Linked DNA regions of Pan troglodytes: region 1 is linked to region 2. Evidence: chromatin contacts called from public Hi-C data. All regions are on one chromosome and are shown on one strand. Each heading gives the region's core, a stretch centred on a gene start, on an enhancer-like site or on the middle of the called end of the contact. The rest is flanking DNA. Distances are from core to core; before and after follow the strand shown. Region 1 has its middle 270 kb from the start of RGMA. Region 2 holds the start of RGMA (repulsive guidance molecule BMP co-receptor a).

Region 1 (2,843 bases), core at 48-2,547, 270 kb after region 2:
TGGGAGTCCCCAGCATATCAGGTTTGAGTAGGAAAAATAGCTAAATATGGCCTGTTATTTTTGACATGTGCATATTTTATATGCAGGGCTTGTGTGGTCTTTGGAAAGTGATAGGTACAAAAGAATCACTTTCTCTCATCATCACTCATCTGGGGTTCATGGAGGAGGTGAGATTTCAGGAGTTTTTTGGATGATGGCAAAGCTGTATGGGCTAGCAGAAGAAAGGCATTCGGGACTCCAAGCGTGTTCTAGAGAGTGCAACCTTTTTCAGCCACACCTCTGCAGTCTCAAGCTCTGTGGTGATCCTGACTGCATTTCTCTGTATTGTTCATTTTGGAGTCCCTTAGAGATGATTCAGTTAAAACGAGGACATCTGTGTTCATCCTTGGTCTTTGGGGATTTGGTGGGTCAACAGGTAGAAGTTGTCACTCTTCTATTTCCCAGTGCTTGGTATAGCGAATCATGAAGATATTCACTCCTTCCGTGCCCTTTCCTGGGAAGCCATGGAGTTTCACACTAATAGCAGCTGCTGTCTGTCATTTCACCGTCACATGGACAGTATCTTTAATTGAGACAGCTACCCAGTTGTCTTTTAGAATGAGGTTGAAGTCAAAGATTTCTGACTGTTTCTCTATTAAGAACCATTTCGTTCAAGATTATTTGCCTGTTGGTCCTGTGTTTAGAAACACTTTTGTTCACTAAACACAGCAGTTGGCTAAGTAATCATTACTTTCCTTTTTGTTTGGTAAATGATGCACTTATTCTCTGCAGGGCTCTGGTCTTTGTGATTTTGCCAGTGATCTCAGGTTGTGTCAATTCTGTGCTGGACCAAGGCAGAGAAATGTGATGATTCAGCCAGCCTGGGCCATCCCCTATGAGCCGGTGCATGGGTTTTATTAGCGTTTTTGGAATGCTGAAAGGACTTACGAGCATTGTCTTCCGTTTAAGGAGCTCTGAGGCCTTAGACCACAGAATGGGAACCATTCCTTGAATGTTTTTGAAGTTGTTCTGCTGTGTGGTCTGAGTGAGGGAGAGGACAAAGAGTAGAGAAGCATCTGTGTATCCCTTTTGGGGCCTGCCATGGTGGAATACCTTCGTGACATACTCGTGGCATTGCCAAAATATTTGGGGGCTTGGTTGGCACACCTGCCGATCTTGGCCTTGAACCCACTTACAGTGCACGAGGGTACAGTGGCTGCTCCTTGTGTACAGACACGGGTCACTCTGTCCCTTCTCTACCAGGGACACTGTAAGCCGGGTAAGGGGCGAGGCAGATGGAGGAGGGAAAGAAGCAAAGTCAGGCGGGAGAGGCAGCAAGACAGGGCATGTGAGGAGCAAAGCCCCGAGCGGTTGCCAGGGAGAAAGAAGAAAGACTTTCATGCTGACATTGTTTTCAAATAATTGCAGTTACTGAGAAAGAAACCACAGCGGATGACAGCAAATTATTGAGCCACTGAGATTCAGAAATGCGTGTAATGGGCGAAGAAAGCTGTGTGAGTCCACACCAGAGAGGGGGAGAGACAGAGAGAGGAGAGAAAGAGAGAAGTGGGGAGGGAGGGAGGAGAGAAGAAAGGGAGGGAGCAAGAGAGAGAGAGAGAGAATTCCAGTGGGGGAGGTACTTGCTACTGAAGTGTTCATCCTCCCTTGTGTTAGACCAGAGTGCTTATACCTTTTCTTTGCTTTTCTCTTCTACTTTTGGGAAAACAAATGTTATATAAACGCCGGGCAAAGGGATGATTCATAACCCAGGTGGGTTGGAGCAGGACAGCAAGAGATTTCATCACACTACTCAGAACAGCGTACAATTTAAAACTTAGGAATTATTTTTTTCCTGAAAATTTTCAGTTAATATTTTTGGATTGCGGTTGACCGCAGGTGACTCAAACTACAGAAAGTGAAACCGTGTATAATGAAAGGATGGGAGGACTACTATATATCTATGTATCTATATCTATAGCTATACCTATATATCTATCTGTCTACACAATTACAGGACAAAATACATGGCTTATGTTTCATGGTTTACACAGGTGATTTATTGAAGCTGTGACAATTCCAGTACATGTCCCGCAGTTGTGAAATTCCTGTTGTTTGCCTCCATGGCGGTTGGGAGGTGGGAGCACGTGTCCTCCCCAGCCTTGTTCCATGCCCCGCTTATTGCTTCTGTTTGTGGAAGAGCAGGGTGGCTTGTCAGGAACAAGCAGCTCCGCTTCCTGGGTCACATGCTACACAGCCAATGACTCTCATACAGCAGGTGCCCTGATGGCTCGCTAGAGAGCTGCTGGATCCCCAATCTACTCCTTCTCTCAGGGCAGTGGCTAGCGCAGGGAATGCCTGGTGGGAAACAAAGTGGAGAGAATGCAGAGTGGAGTGAGGAGCCCACCGATGCTTTCCTCCAGACCCTGGAGAGCCTGGGGTCTGAAGAAGAGCACAGAGGCCCACGTGTGGTACCATAAAATTCTAGGAACGCTCCATCTGCACTGCAGGCCTGAGAATACCCAGTGTGACAGCGCTGAAAACATTCCTGGTTTACGCTTCTTAATACCAGTCTGTAAAAATAACAGTCCAACTGCATGAGATCATGGGGAGTTTGTGTGGGGCCATATGCTGTGGGCCGAGTCCGTGCTGACTGACATTTGGAGGCTTGCACTCTGGGGCTTGTTGGTTTGGGAAGGGGAAGGAATCAGAGGGTAGGAGTGGAGCTAGGGAGTAGGAGTAGAAGAAAGAGAATGAGAAAAAGGATGAATAAGCCTATTGTAGCAGGAGATGTCCATCAGTTAAGGAGTAACAGGGAAGGGTGGATAACATTACCATTTATTGGGCATCTACCATGTACCAGATAA
Region 2 (2,940 bases), core at 297-2,796:
AGATCTCTGCACCAGATACCTGCGGAAGGGGCATCTTCTTACAGCAGTTAACATTTTATATTACCTTTTTGCTGGAAGATTCTAAAACCAAACAGAGAAGGTGATGGAGCTCCTTTAGGTGACAGCATGCCACTCAACACGACCCGCAATTTCGTCCCCTGAGCTCAATGTGCTGAGCATGGGAGGTCGGCGTTCTCCCTGGTACCGTCGATACTCAGAGAGCTTCTGTAGCCTCCTTCCTGGAGGCGAGGGCTGGTTCCCGCCTCTCCACCTTGTGCGGGAGACTACTTTGGGAACACCCAACTTCGCAGCCTAAGAGGAATGCACAGCTCACCACTTCCGCTAGATGGCGCTACTTCCCCTACTCCGCCCGCGAGACACCCAATTTATAAAATAAATACAACCCAACACCTCCCAAAACCACACCACATAATAGCAGCTCACAGGCTCCCATTAGAAATCTCAATTTGGGAGAACTGATTCTACCTCCGAGCAAGTCTAATACAATTACATTAATAAGACACAATCCCGAATTGCACCCAAGCGTCCCCCACACCCGCCCTCCCATTGAATACACCTGTCCCCCATGCCCGGGCTTGTACCCTGGGTTGAGCTGCGGCGCGAGCCGGCGCTGAATCGTCGCCCGTGCCCACCCGTCCACTTAGGAACGCGGGGGCGGCTTGGCAATGGGCATCCTCGGCCCTCAATCCAAGGTCCGCACCTTCCCGTACGCCGGCGCGCCGAGGCAAAGGGCCGCCGGGACGCGAGCCCACGCGGTGCACTGCGCCGACATCCCCGAGGGCAGGAGCTCGCCAGGCAGCTCCGCAGCCGGGCGTCGAGCGGGAGGCGGGGGCCCGGGCGGCGCGGGCCAATGGGGGTTCACGGCGGGACAGTCGGGTGGCCGGCTCCGTCCGGGGCTCCGCGAGCCGGGCTGAGGGAGGGAGCTCCCAGCCCGCACACGGTGTAAGGGACGTGTGCCGGGTCTGCCCAACCACGCGCGCTGGCGGCTGCCCGGGGGAGAGTATTTTAGGAAAAAAGAACAAACACCAAACCACAAAAACTTTCCTGCTGCCAACAGCTAAAGCGATCGAGGCGCAGCAAAGCTCCAAATGTGGGCAAGATGGGAGCAAGATGAGACGCGGGGCGAGGGAAGACCAAAGCAGCGCCGTGGCCCCGGCAAGTGTCGGCGGCGCCTCGGAGATGTCAGAGCCGGGTCCGCCCGGCTCCCGACCCGCGCTTACCTTGGCGGCTGCATGAGCCCCTGCGGCCCGCGGGGGGTGGCGCTGGCGGGGCTGCGGGAGAACAGGGGGTGTCGGGGCGCCGCTCGTCTGCCCTGGGGCAAGGTGGGAGGGGCTCCGCTGGCGCTGGTCCCCGCCGCCCCGGCCGGCTCAGCAGCGGCCCGGGGAGCGCCTCCTACTCCCGGGCTGCATGCCTGCGAGCGCCTGGCGGAGCCGGCCCGGGAGCGAACGGCCAGTGCTTCCCCGGCCCAGCGGCTCGGGCGGCGCAGCCAGCGCTCGGGAGACAACTGCAGAGTGGGGCGGCCGGGACCAGCCCCCTCCCTCGCCCGGCCCCCGCCCGCCGCCGAGCGCGGCGTCGCGAGGTTCGTTTGCGCGCCGAGGGGAGGGGGCGGGCCGGGCGCCCGGGCCGCGGGCGGGGGGCGCGCGCGGGCGGGGCCGGCAGGGAGGGGCGGGGAGGAGCGGGGTGCGGGCTCGCGTTGCCCCGCCCCGCCGCGGCCCCACCCTCCCGCATCAGCACCGGCTGGGTGGGTGCGGAGTGCGCCAGCGGCCAAGTCAAGACTCCTTGAATGCTCAGGTTAGGGGGCGCGGGCGGCAAGTGCGGCGACTCCCCGGGGCGCCTCCAACTTTCCAAATCCCCCGCAGGGTTGCGGTGGAGCGCACAGTGTCCTTCAGTTAGGCGGTGGTCGAGGGGAGTTCCTCTGAGATTTCTGGAGAAGGCGGTTACATCCAAGACAAATGCTGTTGCGCTCTGCGGAGACGCACCTTTGTTCTATAGAGATTTTGTTGTTGTTTAAGAATCTTCCTGAAAAAACTAATACATATGTATTACATGCTAACACACGCATACATTCTTGCGTAGAATTGTACATAACTCAGGAGTGTCTAGAGTGAAAAGACCGTATCGCACTCCCTCCCACGGCCGCGGCTCCCCCGCGGTAACCTTCGGTCAGGGTGTGCTCCGCCGCGGTTCTTTCCAGTCTCTGCGCTTTTACATACACACGCACAGATTGCGAGTGGAATCTCCTGGGCTTTTCAAAAGAATGTTTTCAACATTAAGCGCATGCACACAGTGGCGAGAACACGGCCACGTCGGGAGCAGTAAATCCCCAGAGGCTCCGGGAGCCCAGGGAAGGACCCTTGCTGTGAAACAGCAAAGCGCCACCCAGTCGCCATGTGTGGATCTGAAACCCCAGCTGGAGCGTGAAGTCGGTCTGGTTACACAGCTCAGGCCCAAGTTAGCACTGCACGGTTAGAGAGATTTGCCAGTACATTCTAGACAGGGTTATGACCTTCCCCTTCTTACAGAACAAACTGTCTTGAATTTTGATATGATGGGAACTCTGGATTTGCAAAATGAAAAGGTATCGTCCGCATTAAAACACGATCGTTATTTATGCGTGTGGTCTTCAGAGATGTGGTTTTAACTCAATATTCTCCGTTTTATTTGTCAAGTGTATTTGTATAGCTGGGATATAAATAAAATTAAGTGGTTTAGCAGGAAGGGATTGGGGATGGGTTTCTAGAATTAGCTCTGACATTCGGCAAGTCATCTAGCTCTGCTGGGCCTCAGTTTCCTCATCTATGAATAGTAGGGTGTGTGTGTGTGTGTGTGTGTGTGTGTGTGTGTGTGGTCTTCCTGCCCTGACATTCTGTGCCATGACATTCAGTGAATAACCAATTTCTTCATCTTTCATAGCTCAGC

What was found. Hi-C and Micro-C count contacts between places; a contact is called where the count stands out from the background.
Region 1: a contact with region 2 is called in a Hi-C map of stem cell-derived neural progenitor cells, with 3 times the contacts expected there. The contact joins the enhancer-like site here to the promoter of RGMA in region 2. A contact is called at or near these places in 1 of 7 Hi-C or Micro-C datasets (stem cell-derived neural progenitor cells), 1 of 1 datasets of contacts at active chromatin or transcription factors (stem cell-derived excitatory neurons) and 1 of 1 other capture datasets (stem cell-derived neural stem cells).

The regions. Positions count from the first base shown.
Region 1 is chr16:85,160,429-85,163,271 of NHGRI_mPanTro3-v2.0_pri, forward strand. No RefSeq gene overlaps it. Among named protein-coding and RNA genes, the nearest start is that of RGMA, 270 kb to the left of the region's middle. Within about 2 kb of position 1,298, at least 4 of the 24 cell types and tissues checked have an H3K27ac peak or open chromatin away from gene starts, as enhancers often do. A contact at or near this core is called in stem cell-derived neural progenitor cells and stem cell-derived neural stem cells, where this site is marked.
Region 2 is chr16:84,885,749-84,888,688 of NHGRI_mPanTro3-v2.0_pri, forward strand. RGMA (repulsive guidance molecule BMP co-receptor a) reads right to left here and starts at 1,547. Exons shown (of 4, transcript XM_510608.8): 1 at 1,242-1,547. The coding sequence starts at 1,255.